Regions from separate parts of the Mus musculus genome. Here region 2 is linked to region 1. Evidence: chromatin contacts called from public HiChIP or PLAC-seq data. All regions are on one chromosome and are shown on one strand. The core of a region is the stretch at or near the end of the contact, and the rest is flanking DNA. Distances in the headings are between cores, read along the strand shown.

Evidence for each region. HiChIP or PLAC-seq counts read pairs in DNA pulled down with a chosen protein or histone mark.
Region 2: an H3K4me3 HiChIP or PLAC-seq map of pro-B cells shows a contact between it and region 1, with 5 times the contacts expected there. The contact joins the promoter of Cbr4 here to the enhancer-like site in region 1. A contact is called at or near these places in 4 of 39 promoter capture datasets (the C10 cell line, embryonic stem cells and pre-B cells), 1 of 484 Hi-C or Micro-C datasets (spermatogonial stem cells), 3 of 115 datasets of contacts at active chromatin or transcription factors (microglia, pro-B cells and stem cell-derived neural progenitor cells) and 3 of 9 other capture datasets (adipose tissue, embryonic stem cells and liver).

The regions. Positions count from the first base shown.
Region 1 is chr8:60,863,735-60,870,326 of GRCm38.p6, reverse strand. No RefSeq gene overlaps it. Among named protein-coding and RNA genes, the nearest start is that of Hpf1, 23 kb to the left of the region's middle. Within about 2 kb of position 2,661, at least 44 of the 459 cell types and tissues checked have an H3K27ac peak or open chromatin away from gene starts, as enhancers often do. A contact at or near this core is called in microglia and pro-B cells, where this site is marked.
Region 2 is chr8:61,484,733-61,491,324 of GRCm38.p6, reverse strand. Cbr4 (carbonyl reductase 4) reads right to left here and starts at 3,591. Exons shown (of 5, transcript NM_145595.2): 1 at 3,335-3,591; 2 at 1,265-1,385. The coding sequence starts at 3,476.

The DNA of each region.
Region 1 (6,592 bases), core at 1,412-3,911:
GATATCTCATTCTTTGATATATCTGCAATGTTTGCAGAATCCAAAAATGTAATAAAAACACACTAAATAGGTAACTGGCTCTGTAAACCACAGAGCCTCATGCAAATGTCTTGTTGGCTCATGCAGCACACATGTCCTTTCTACTCTCATGCTATTTCAGAGGTCAGACAGGATTAGTCCCTCTGCTTCCCTGGGTTCTTCAAAGTTTCACATGAAAAGGTAGCTGGTGGGCATCTTCTGTATCCTAGGATAGACAAAGCCTCCTTGTCTGTATGCTTGACCCAAGGTTGGAGGTTGATAGGAAAGGTAACTGCAAGAAAGCAAGGATTTGCCTTTAAACTCAGATCTTCCTGTGCACGCATGAGCAGTGATGGCAAAAATATGCAGACTGCAGTGATTGACCTGGCGGGTCAAGGTGAAACCAGGCTAGTGCATTAAAATAGACACATGGCCAAAGAGAATGCATTGGAGCACAGCCTTATAGATTCTTAATAATGCCCACAGTGCACTCACCTCATTTAACCCCTTTTTATCTAGAACAAACTTTTGCTAATCAAGCAAATGCCAGACACATACTTGTATAATTCCTGTTCCATATTTGTGTACCTTTCAAGACTGGAATCAAGAATCAGATTCCCCCCTCCCCCGCCCCCCAACTGTCTCTTCATATGGCCTCTACACAGAAACGACAGTAACTCTGTGAGGCTTGTGACTTTCTTCTAGATGTACACCACCAGTAGGTAAAGCCATCCCTTAAACACAAAAGCTCTTCCTCCCAGGTCCTCCCACCCAACGGTCATTCCCAGTCCCCTCCCTTCTCCATTTTGACCCCATGAATTTTATTAGAGTTACTTACAAAGGTATGCGCCACCTACCAGTGCTTATGCCTCTGCATCCCTGCCTACCTAGCAAACATGAACTATCTCTAGATCCTTAGGGAGGGGTGGGGCCTCATGAGCCTCTCCCAACTCCATGCAAGGAATGGAAGGCCTACACAAGATCACAGCAGTCACGAGTCCTTATTTTTACAGAGATTAATGTACAGGCTGAAAGTTGCCAATGGTTTATAGCCATACAAGGTTGGTTTTGAATGTTTTGTAAGTGGATCCTCTTGTTTCTACCCTTTCACGTACTCATGGAAAAGAAAGACCCAAAGATAACTGGGCATCTAAGCTAAGAATCTTCCTTCCTCTCTCTTGGAAAATAGACACGATCCCAATGTGTTCCCTGGGAAGTAGGCTCTGAAATGGCTGTCAGCAGGCAGGAAAGTCATTGGTGCATACTCAGCAGTCACACTCAGAGGAGGAACAGTGCAAAGGAAAAGGTGGGGCTCTAATGAAGTCTTTACATTTAAAACTGTATGCTTGTGCTTGCATTTACATTGTGCATGTTTATATGGAGGTCCAGGTCCACTGCTGCTGTAGCAGTTAGAATAGGTATGGCCCCCATAGATTCATGTTTGTGAATGCTTGGCCTATAGTGGGTGGCACTATTAGGAGGTGTGGTCTTCTTGGAGTAGGTGTGGCCTCCTTAGAGGAAGCATGTCACTGTGGAGACAGGCTCTGAGATCTCAGATGTTTAAGCTCAGTGGTACATAGTGTTTCCCCTGCTACCTGTGGATCAAGATGTAGAGCTCTCAGCTCCTTTTCTAGCACCACATTGCCCGCATGCTGCCGTGCTTCCTACCAATGATGAGAATGGACTAAACCTATGAAACTGTAAGCCAGCCCCAAATGAAATGTTTTTCTTTATAAGAGTCACCCTGGTCATGGTGTCTCTTCACGGCAATGGAAACCCTAGGGAGGGTGCCTTCCTAAATCTCTCTTGATCTTATTTTGAATCAGGGTCTCTTGTTGACCCGGGAACTCACTGACTCAGATAGACTGGTTTCCCAGTGAGCTTGAGGGCTCTGCTTGTTTCTACCTCCCATTGCTGAGATGGTAGGGCCTCTTGTCACCCACTGAACTATCTCCCCAGCCCTGGATTTGCATTCTTGCATCTGTTTCCTCCCTAGAAACCAAAAGGAAAAAGAGAGAGACAAATGGACTAAAGCTGAACACAGTAAACTCCCTACCACCTCTGAAGCAGATAGAAGAACATTTATTTCTTTTCCCAAATAAAAGGGATTTTTTTTTCCTCCTTGTGACCTTGAGGTGGTAAAGACCTGTGGATGTCTCCAAAGAGATGAAATGGTTTTGTGAAACACTGTCCTGTCATCTGCTCTGGAATGAACTACTGAGCCACCAAAGGACACTTCACTCCTTCTCCTCCTCATATTTGTTTCTCCTGTAAATGGAAATTAGGTTTTTTTCCATCTCTCAGACGCGTCTATGCAAAACTCTCCAGCCGTGTCCTCAGCTGGCCTCCCACATTCGGTTGTCTCCCTCAGCTGACAGAGTGAGGTTCCTCATTCAGACTAATTTTAGCTCTCAGACAATTCAAAAGGCTGGCATTTGTTCTACAGGCTTGATGATTCTTTCTGCTTTGAGGCCAGAAAAAAAACATCTATTTTTATTTCATGCTAGTGATTGAGATATGGGCATGAAACAAGCAGGGCATTCAAAGTAACATTTCTCATGGTTTGTGTAGCTCCTAAGATATCCCAATGTATATTCACACTCCTTCCTTTTTACCTAAAAATGTGTGACTTCTGTTTTTTACTTCCCTTAATCTGTTGAATATATTGTTGGAAATGTGTGCTCTATTTATGTTCAGCTCAGAGCCTGGAATAGACACAATGCTGAGGATAGAATTCTGCACTGGATATCTGCCTTTTGCTCCTCCAATAATGGGCTTTCAGTTTTTCCAGAAGATTCTTCTTGGCCTAACTTTGGAAAGCTACTGCTATAAAATAAGCCCCCTTACCGGGTCCCAGGAGCTACAGAGAAGGGAGGTCAGCATAAAGGAAGTGACAGGGATGCATACTTTTGGAGTTGGCTTTTTTTTTTTTTCTTTTTCTGGTTTCTACAAATCCAGCATCATCTGTGAGATGCATGTAATTGGAGAGTGCTCCTGTGTTTTGTTCAGGCATTTTACAACCTCCTTTCCTTCACCACTTTAAAAAATGTCACCATCAAATCTCACCAGCATCATCTTCAAATAGATCTAGAGTTCTGCTACCTCTGGCCATCTCCTTATTCACTCCCCACCCACCCAGGTTCTAGCCAACAGTGGTTCTTGCTAGAATACGACTGTAGCCTTTTGATGTGTATCCACACTGCTGTGCCTGCTTCCGTTCAGTCCTCTCTTCACATGCAATGTGAATTTTTTTATATATAAACAAAAGAATACTCTATCATGTTAGCATTCATTTCATGAGTTCCCACTGCCTTTAAGACAACACTCAAAGCCCACCTGTGCTCCTCAGAGATCAGCATGACTTGGCTTCTCTGTCTCTCTGTCTCACTCTGTCTTTCTCTGTCTCCTCTCTCTGTCTCTCTCAGTCTCTCTGTCTCTCTCTTTCTCTCTCTCTCCTTCTCTCTGTGTGTATGTGTATAGGCACTCATGTGACCCACGTTGGTTCTCTCTATCCATGGACCTTGGGTTCTACCATAAAGCTCAGCTTGTTTCACAGTACTTTTGCCCCCTGTGTCCCCTGGCCCATGCTGACCTGGCTTACATCTGCAGTCTGCCACCCTTCCTACTGCACAGAGTCCCAACTCTTGTATATTTTGTTTTTCTTACTTGAAGTATTTCCCCACCCTGCCTTAATCTGGTAAATTCTTTCTCAGGTCCCGTCCATAATGTAGCCCTCTACACAAAATCTGCCTGTCCTGTTCATTTACCGTGACCACCACAGCCAGTGCCATCATGACTGACTGTTCAGCATTCAGCTCAGGATGGTTTTCCTATCGTTGATTTCACAGAGAAGTAGCTGTTCTTATTGCTGGTGTATGCTCTGTGTCCGGCTCAGGGTCTGGCACCTGATCACTGCTCCAAAGATATTTCTGGAACCAAGTAAAAAAAGCAGAGTTTCAAGGAGTGTGGTACAATTTACCAGGAAATGTGGGTTAAATCTAGACGAAAGAGGATTTTCATTCAGGTTGCTTTCTTAGGTTTTTTTTTTTTTTTCCTTTTACATAGGCTCTCTCTGTACATCCCTGGGATGTCCTGGAACTTGCACTGTAGACCAGGCTGGCCTCGAACCCACAGAGATCTGTCAGCCTCTTCCTCCTTTGTGCTGGGATCGAAGGTGTGCAGCACCTCACCTGGCCCCGTTCTGTATTTTTTTGGATCTGAAGCTTTTCAGCTGAAGATAGGTAGATTGGATGTGGAGATTTCTCATAATGGAGTTGAAGTAATGAAATGTAGGTGACCATTCACTCAATAAGTTGCTCTGAGCAAGGCTCCTTCTGGCCTTGTAGACAAACATGGTCCCCAAAGTAGAAGCAGCACAGCCTTCTGGGACAGAGTGATCCTGTGAAACCTCAAAGCTGGATACATCTGTACACTCAAGGAACAGCATCCACTTAAGTGCCCTCTGGTCTTCCTTCCCCATTATGCCAGCAAATATAAAATATATAATGCAAAAACTGAACATGTAGTCAATTACAAAATGACAGATGAACTTGACTAGACTCCAGGTTGCCAGTGACCTTGTCGACCACAAGAGGGCGCTGTTTAAACTCTTGTTCAACTTGGGGGAACAATTGAAGGAAGAAAATTGGCAATCTTAGGGTTGGCCAGATGGACACCTATTTATATGATAGTGACTCTGGAATTCCATTTATTTTTATGCTGTGAAAATTTCATTTTTTCTCATCTGCAACAAAATTTGCATTTTAAATGGCACTATTAAAAGTAGAGAATTGTTTTTTGTCTTAAAATCTAATTTTAAGTCTAGTTTTGTGTGGAAAAAAATATAAGCAATTCATATAGGTGAAAAATAGATGATAATTCTTCCAAAATTAACCTATTTCTATTTACTTATTTTCTAATTATACAGACTCATGAAGAAATAGCTTAAAAATACTTCTAGCAGTTATGTGATTTTAAATATTTAAATATATGCAATTTTTAGATTTAAAAAAGAGATTTATTAATTATGGCTAGAGGACTGTTTTTTTAAGAACATCAAGATGTAATTATATACAAATTTATATACCATGAGTCAACTGTACAGTGGCTGTATCTGCCAGCCTTCCTGGTACGTAAGATGTAGTTAAATTGTCTGAAGGGATGTGACTCAAGGCTAGAAATATGTTTTTCTACGTAAGGGCTACAGAGAGAACACACTGTAGATTCAGTGAGCAGCAGTAGCCACTAGAGTAATAGCTGTTTATGTAGGCTAGACCCTGTGCTTAAAGCACTTTACGTGGACGAAGTCATTAATTCCTCACAATGTTGGGAGACAGATGGTACTGTTTTCATTTCAAAGATGAGCAAGCGGAAAGGTTAAGTGACTTGTACAAGATTAAAAGCTATTAAGAGACGGGGCCAGGATTTGAACATCTCTCCTCTGAGGCGCTTAGACAGAATTCTCAGTTGGCAGATCCGGCTGAATCAAATTATCCAGCGACAGGGATAGAATCCTTCTCGTCCGGTAAGGTGCCAAATCTGTACAGCTATCCTTATTTTGAACATCAGGATTTGGCTAAGATAAGATTCTCTGCCTCGGGCTGGAGAGATGGCTCAGTGGTTAAGAGTACTGACTGCTCGTCCAGAGGTCCCGAGTTCAATTCCCAGCAACCACATGGTGGATGGGATCTGATGCCTTCTTCTGGTGTGTCTGAAGACAGGTACAGTGTACTCATATACATAAAATAAATAAATAAGTCTTTAGGAAAAATAAGAAAAAAAAAAAAAAAAAAAAGGTTCCCTTCCTCTCAGGCCCGTGATCTGGAGCTCCAGACACTATTGGGGTAGTGCTGTCAAGGAGGACGACTGCAGATACACAAATGAGAGACAGGCAGGGACATGGAAGGCTTCGGGCTTCTGTGAGAGCCCTGACACCCCCAACCCGGCTCCCAACACACAAATAGCCAGAAATGGAAGCCATCAAAGAGAACTCTTACAGCCGGTGATAAGGATGCTGAAGTGCGCCTCTCCACAGATGATGGCCTCAGACCCAGGGTGCAGGTGGAGAGCACTCAGTTTTCTCTAGCGGCAGGCGACTGGGAGCTGAACCACGCTCTAGTAGGTATGTGGACAAACCAAATTGGACTTGTTTCTTTTCTTGTTATTGCCACCTTGGTGGGAGGAAGTCGCAAGGGCAAAGGGGCTGATGGACATGAAGGACTGGGAAGCGAGTGTAAGCGGGGACTAGGAGGTGAAGTTCCCAGAGAATCAATAAAAATACTATTTTGGAAAAAAAAATTCTCTCTGTCTCATAAAGTGCTTCATGGAATGGGTGCCCGTGTTTAGGGTGACTGTCGGTAAATAGGAGGTGTGGGAAAGAGGACGGTTTCTGCTGACTCACTTGTGTGATGTCAAGCTTTATAGGAATACAGACAGACTTATATCTGAATCATAAAAATAAGACAAAAAAAAAAAAAAAAACCAACCAAAAAACCAAAAAACAAAAACAAAAAACCCTCAGACAATATCTAATGTTATAAAGAGAAACCACCAAAATGTCCTAAGAGATTACTTC
Region 2 (6,592 bases), core at 2,342-4,841, 620 kb before region 1:
CCGCACGTGCACTCTCACACACACACACACACACACACACACACACACACACACACACACACTATTTTAAAATAGCAGAACTAAATATTTTTTAAAAAATCAAGTCAAAACATACGTACCAGAATTTTTTCTGGATTAAAATATAGTATAAGCTATGCTTTCTAGCTAAGTGCTGGGCAGTCCCATTTTGAACTTGGCTTTAAAACCACTAAGATAGCTGTTGATAATCCAGAAAGGAGCCACAGGGAAGGCAGGATTCTCCACCTCTCTGATAGACTGATAAATACTGCCAGTGGCTAAACACAGTAGCAAGTAAACAAATGGTTTAAGCTACTGCCAGTTTTGCCTTCTTTAACGGGGCTGTAAATCTAAATACTTTCTCCTAAACAAACCCCCCCTCATCCTATTATTATTACATTTATTATCCTACAAACATTACTATTAAGCTTGTTATGATCAATGGAACTCAGAACACTGGCTTCCTGTGAGAAGAGACCAAGGGAGTCTTCTGGCATGCTAGGTGATATGCCGGTGATGGTTGTTAGGACTGATCCAACTGGACATTTATCTCATCATAAAAGAATTAGGCTAAAGAAATGGCTCATTGATCAAGAACACATACTGATCTTACAGAGAGTGCAGGTGCAGTTCCAAGTAGCTCACAGGCTCCCGTATCACCAACTCCAGGGATTTGATGCCCTCCTTTCGCTCCTGTGGGAATCCACACACTCCGCACGTACTAACATGCAGATACACACACCATTTTTAAAATAAAAGAATGTATGATAATTTTCTAAAAAGCCTTTCCAGTTAGAAATAAAACAGCCTAATATATTGTCTCATACTGATGTGGTGTTCGGAGTGAGAATGGTCCCCGGAGGCGCATATATTTGAATGCTGAGCCCCAGTTTAGAACCAAGTTTGGGAAGGATTAGGGAGTGTGGCCTTGTTGGAGGAGGTGTGTCACTGGGAGTGGGCTTTGAGGTTTCCAAAGACTGGCTCCATTCCCACTGTGCCCTATCTCTGCCTCCTATATGCCAATCACAATATGGGTTCCCGGCTGCTGCTACCCACCATGGCTTTACTCCACCAACATGGCTCTAACACTCTGAAACCATAACCTCAATCGAACACTCTGTTTTATATATAGCTTTGGGTCATGACATTTCGTAATAGCAATGGAAAAGAAACTAAGCCATCAACGCATTAAGAAAAAAAATCTTTTAAAACAGGTATCACAAATTCACCTCAATCTTTGACCAACCTGTTGATACCGGCTGCATTTACCAAGAAATTTACTGGACCTAAATGTTTCTCCATCTCTTGAAATGTACTCTGAACATCTTGTTCTTTGGCAACATCACACCTAAATGCCAAGTGGTTTCCTACAAAACAAAGTTAAATCAGAATTACCTCTAAATCTTAACTTGAATTTCGAATTTATTTGCTTTATGATTAGACTCTTCAGCAAGCCTGTGCTGGGCCGAGCAATGACAGCCAGTCATGGGTTCCTGCCCTCAGAGCACACGATGAAAGGACAGGGTGGATGGAAGTGAAGGAGAAATAATGAGGTTTGTTTTTTCCGTCTTGTGTATGAGTGTTTTGTTTTTGTTTTGCTTTGAGATAAGGTTTTACTGTGTTGCCTAGACTGACTTCAAAACTCAGGCTCATCTTGCCTCTGCCTGCCAAATTCTAGGATACAGCAAGTACATAAAATAAAACATTATCGAAATCTAACTTTAACTTTGGAGTTTTCTTGAATGGGAGATTTAGACACAAGAACTATGGGTACCTGGCTACCCATAATGTTGGCACTTGCTGGACTCACAAGTTCATGGCTATTCTGAGTGACACCTCAAACCCTTAAGAAGAAATAAGCTTGGAAAGTCTAGAAACAAAAGTGGTCAGGGCCAGCAAGATGGCTCACTTGATAAGGGCACTTTCCACCACGCCTAACAATCTGGGTTGAACCTTTGGGTCCCATACAATGAAAGGAAAGAACAGACTGTCCTCTGAGTTCCTCAGGTGCACAATGACATAGATGTACTCATCCAACCAAATGAATAAATGTGATTTTTAAAACTGCAATTAAATCTGGGCATGGTAGTGTATACCTTCCGTCTCAGCTTTGGGATAGGAGATTACTACTGTAAGGTTGTGGCCAGCATGGACAAGAGAGGTGGCTCCATAGAACTCCCTGATCCCTATCACCAAACTCACGAAGTCACTGATGGGCTTGGGGAAGCAACCCTGACTTCAAAGTAAACATATTCCCTATCTGATAAGCTACCATATTAATATATATGCTCCTCAATTTATGATAGGGATACATCAAGATGAACCAACTATATGATGGAGAGCCGAAGAACAGGTAACTAGTACCACAGGGCAAGGTGGAGTATCTAGCAAACTGGAAGCAATGCTGACTGGCTAGGTGTTGAGGCTCGTGTTCACACCCAAGGTGAACAGATGTGTTCCCCTGTGTTCCCAGCACGGAGGAGGCAGAGACCAGCTCCTGATCCAAGGGAAACCTAGGCTGCGTAGTGAGACCCTATGTCCGAGAAAGCTGGATACCACACCGCAGGTTCAGAGTGTACTCTGTACTAAAGACATCACCGTCCCATCACAGTAAGGAGATCTCAGCAACTGGGAAGCTGAGACACGAGATCCACAAGTTCAAAGCCAGTGTGAGTTACATATCAAGGCTATTTCCACATAAGTAAAGAAATATAGTCGGCACCAGACACTCTTAGACCTACAAGATACCCAATGCTTTCCTGATAGTGACATGTATTTTTCTCCATTCTTCAAGTTGTCTTCTCCAAACGAGACTTAAACTTGCAATGCAATGACTAATCCGTTAATAACCTGGGGTTGGGGGGGGGGGGGCTGGAATAGGAATACAATCAAAGGGCCTGGGAAAACAAATTAGTAACTTACTAAAGTCATTGATGGGCTTGGAGAAGCAACCCTGACTTATCAAGAGTTTCTCTTTGAAATACTGTCGGGTGCCTTCGCAAAGGGCAAGAGCTCTCAGCAAAATGCAATCTAGCCATTTGTATCTGACTTCTCTACTTTCAGTATAATCGCGTCCATTCTCTCCTCCCAGAGGCCAGAGCAAGGCAGCTCTCAATATCAGCACTGGCCGCGGGGAAGGCAACTACTTGTCAGGGGTCCTTAGAATCTGCCTGGAGTAGGCGAGAGCCCCTGTGAGTGTTTGGTCATGGGGCACGAGCGATCTGGGGCGCAAACCCGGGTACATGGGCAGGGCCCGTGGACTGGAACTCAAGGACTTGCACCTTGGTCGCACGGCGAGGACACTTCCGGTACATACCGCCGAGCTCGCCGGCGGTGACTTTGGCCACTTCCAGGTTTCTGGAGACGATCGCCAGACGGTAACCCTTCTGGGCCATTAGCTGGGCTACCGCCCTGCCGATCCCCCGGGAGCCTCCAAAAACCGCACAGACTTTGTCCATCTTGGACCGCGGACCAGCAAGATGGATCCCTGAGACTCAGAACTTGTAATAAAAGACACAGCTACTGACAAAACCAGTATGCTCTCCTTTCAACAGACAACCCAGGCCACAAAACAAGGCGCGAGGATTAGACGTCAGTGCACACGGACTCTTCGAGGGTTGCATTGCATTCTGGGACTTGTAGTCCTTACTCTCTTGCACTTGTGAGCATTTTAGTAACTGCTGCTGGATGCCTATTCCCAAGCCTGGTTAGTTCTATGAGGGTAAATGTCCTGTCAAAGAGCACAAGCCGTGTGTGGTGGCTCAGGCCTGTTCACTCATCACTGTTCAAGGCCAGCCTGGTCTAGAGAGTGAGATCTTGTCTCAAAGACAGCAACAAAGAAAGAACACTGTGTAGAGGGATTCAATAAATGCTTGTACTCCTCTTTTTGAGGAAAAGACCTGCTATGTTACCCAGGCTGGCCTCAGATTCTCTATGATTCTCCTCCCTCAGCCTCCACAGAGCTGCTGGCATCTACAGGTATGGGCCTCCACGCTCTTCGACTGATCAGAATAGAGTAAAGATTAAAGAGCAAGCTTAGGTCATTATTGGCAATATTGGGTTCCTATACTCCTAAATAAGATATCCTGAGTGCTTTTTTTTTTTTTTTTAAGAAAAAGTTAGCTGGGCATGGTGGTGCATGCTTTTAATCCCACACTAAGGAGGCAGAGGCAGGTAAATCTCTTGAGTTGAAGACCAGATTGGTCTAGAGTTCCAGGACAGCCAGGGCTGCACAGAGAACTCTGTCTCAACCATGCCTCCCAAATAAACAGATAATAAATAAATAAATAAATAAATAAATAAATAAATAAATAAATGGCATGATTTGTTAGCATTCTAGTGTAAAGAGAACATTTCTTGACAGAATATTAGTGTACTAAATAAAAAAGTAGACCATAGTCCCTATTGGAGGTAGGGAGAATTCTGGAGCAACAGGACTAACTCACATAAAACTCTAATGGGCTAAATTGTTTATTAAAGTACAAAGTTGTATTAACACCAGAAATCAAAAGGCCAGTGAGGACTGAAGGCACAGCAAGCTGGCAAAGCCGGGTCTGAGTATTGATTTCTAAATTGGGGAGGGGTGGGGACCTACCAGAAAAGTTGCACATTAATTTTAAAGTTTTTCTTTTTCTTTTTTTTTTACCTTAAAGAGAATACTATATAGTTTATTAAGCAAAACATGAATGACCAGATTTATGTTGCTACAAATCCCATGTTCCAATGTTTTATGAAGTTTTTCATTGTAATAAAACAAAGCCATACATATTTTTAACCCATCAAGTCTAGCTAGTGGTGTGAGTGTGTGTGTGTGTGTGTGTGTGTGTGTGTTCCACTGGGTATTGGAGACAATCTTCAAATATGTTGGTTGTCAGAGAAGAAAGGTAAATACCAACTCAACTAAACACCCCTAGATCTACAATGACAATCTGCCCTGAATGTGACATGCCCATGCAATAGTTGTTGGTTACATAAACAATGTTTATGCAAAAACCATGACTGGATTTAAGGCCCACCCCATGAAGCTAAGCCTGTCAATACTTGGTGACCAAAAACCTGAGACTAAATAGGCCTAGGGGAAGTACCTACGACAAATATCACTGTCCTGATGAAGTAATGTAGCAATAAAAAAGACTCCAAATGACATTCTGCTATTTCCCTTGGTCAATGTCATACTCAGCCCTCACCGGAGAAGCTTCCTCTTCCAGTATACGGGAACTAACAGAGAGCCACACCTGGACAGTGTGCAGAGAGTTAGAGGTTGGGATACTCACTATATGTTCTAAATGGGATATCTTCATTAAACCCGTCTGCTCAGGGTTCAGGGATCTATAACAAAGATGTGGAAATAGTGTAAGAGCCAGAGGGGAAGAAAGACACTAAGGAGAAAGTGTCTTCTAGACGCCAGGATTGATGTAGATATCAACTCAGAAACTGTAGTAGCATGCACAGAGCCTACACAGGTCCAAGCCAAATGGGTCCAAGCAAGAGGGAGAAGTGGACATGGATTTCCAGCCTTAACCCAGAAGCTGCCTCCTATTAATAACTGCTTGCAAAGGAAAATTAGTTTGCTCCAGCAGACTTTCATTGAATATACAAACTACACTAAAGGGTAAGGCCAAGGCCAGCAGTAAACTGCTGACACCAAAGAAACTCACTGGTATGTTTGGAATTTTTTTTTGTCTCATCTTGCCCCATTTGAACAATTTTTTTAAACCTTACTACTCTTTTGCTTGTATATTGCGGTTTCTAATTTGGGGTTTCTAAATTTCCTTGTATGTTTCTCTATGTTTCTTGTGGGGTTTTTTTGTTTGTTTGTTTTTTGTCTGTTTGTTTTTCTTTTTTTTATAGAACATGATTTTAATATTTTCAACTCTTAATATTCAACAAACAGAATAATTATTTTAAGATATATTTCATTGTTATGTCTCCATTTTATGATTTTATTAATTTGGATATTGTCTCCCTGCCCTCTGGTTAGTCTGGCTAAGGCTTTATCTTGTTGATTTTCTCATAAAGAGCCAGTTCCTGGTTTTGTTGATTCTTTGGATAGTTTTTTTTTGTTTGTTTGTTTGTTTCTATTTGGTTGATTTCAGCCCTGAGTTTGATTGTTTCCTGTCATCTACTCCTCTTGAGTATATTTGCTTCTCTTTGTTCTAGAACTTTCAGGTATGCTGTCAAGCTGCTAGTGTATGCTCTCTCCAGTTTCTTTTTGGAGGTACGTAGAGCTATGAGTTTTCCCTTTAGTATGGCTTCCACTGTGTCCCATAAGTTTTGGTATAATGTGTCTTCATTTTCATTAAATTCTGAAAAACCTTTAATTTTTTCTTTATTTCTTCCTTAACCAAGTTATCATTGAGTAGAGTGTTGTTCAGCTTCCATGTGTATGTGTGCTTTTAGTTGTTTTTCTTGGTATTTAAAATGAGCCTTAGCCCTTAGTGATCAGATAGAGTGCATGGGATGATTTCAATCTTCTTGTATCTGTTGGGGACTGTTTTGTGACCAATTATATGGTCAATTTTGGAGAAGCTACCATGAGGTGCTGAGAAGAAGGTATATTCTTTGGCTTTAAGAT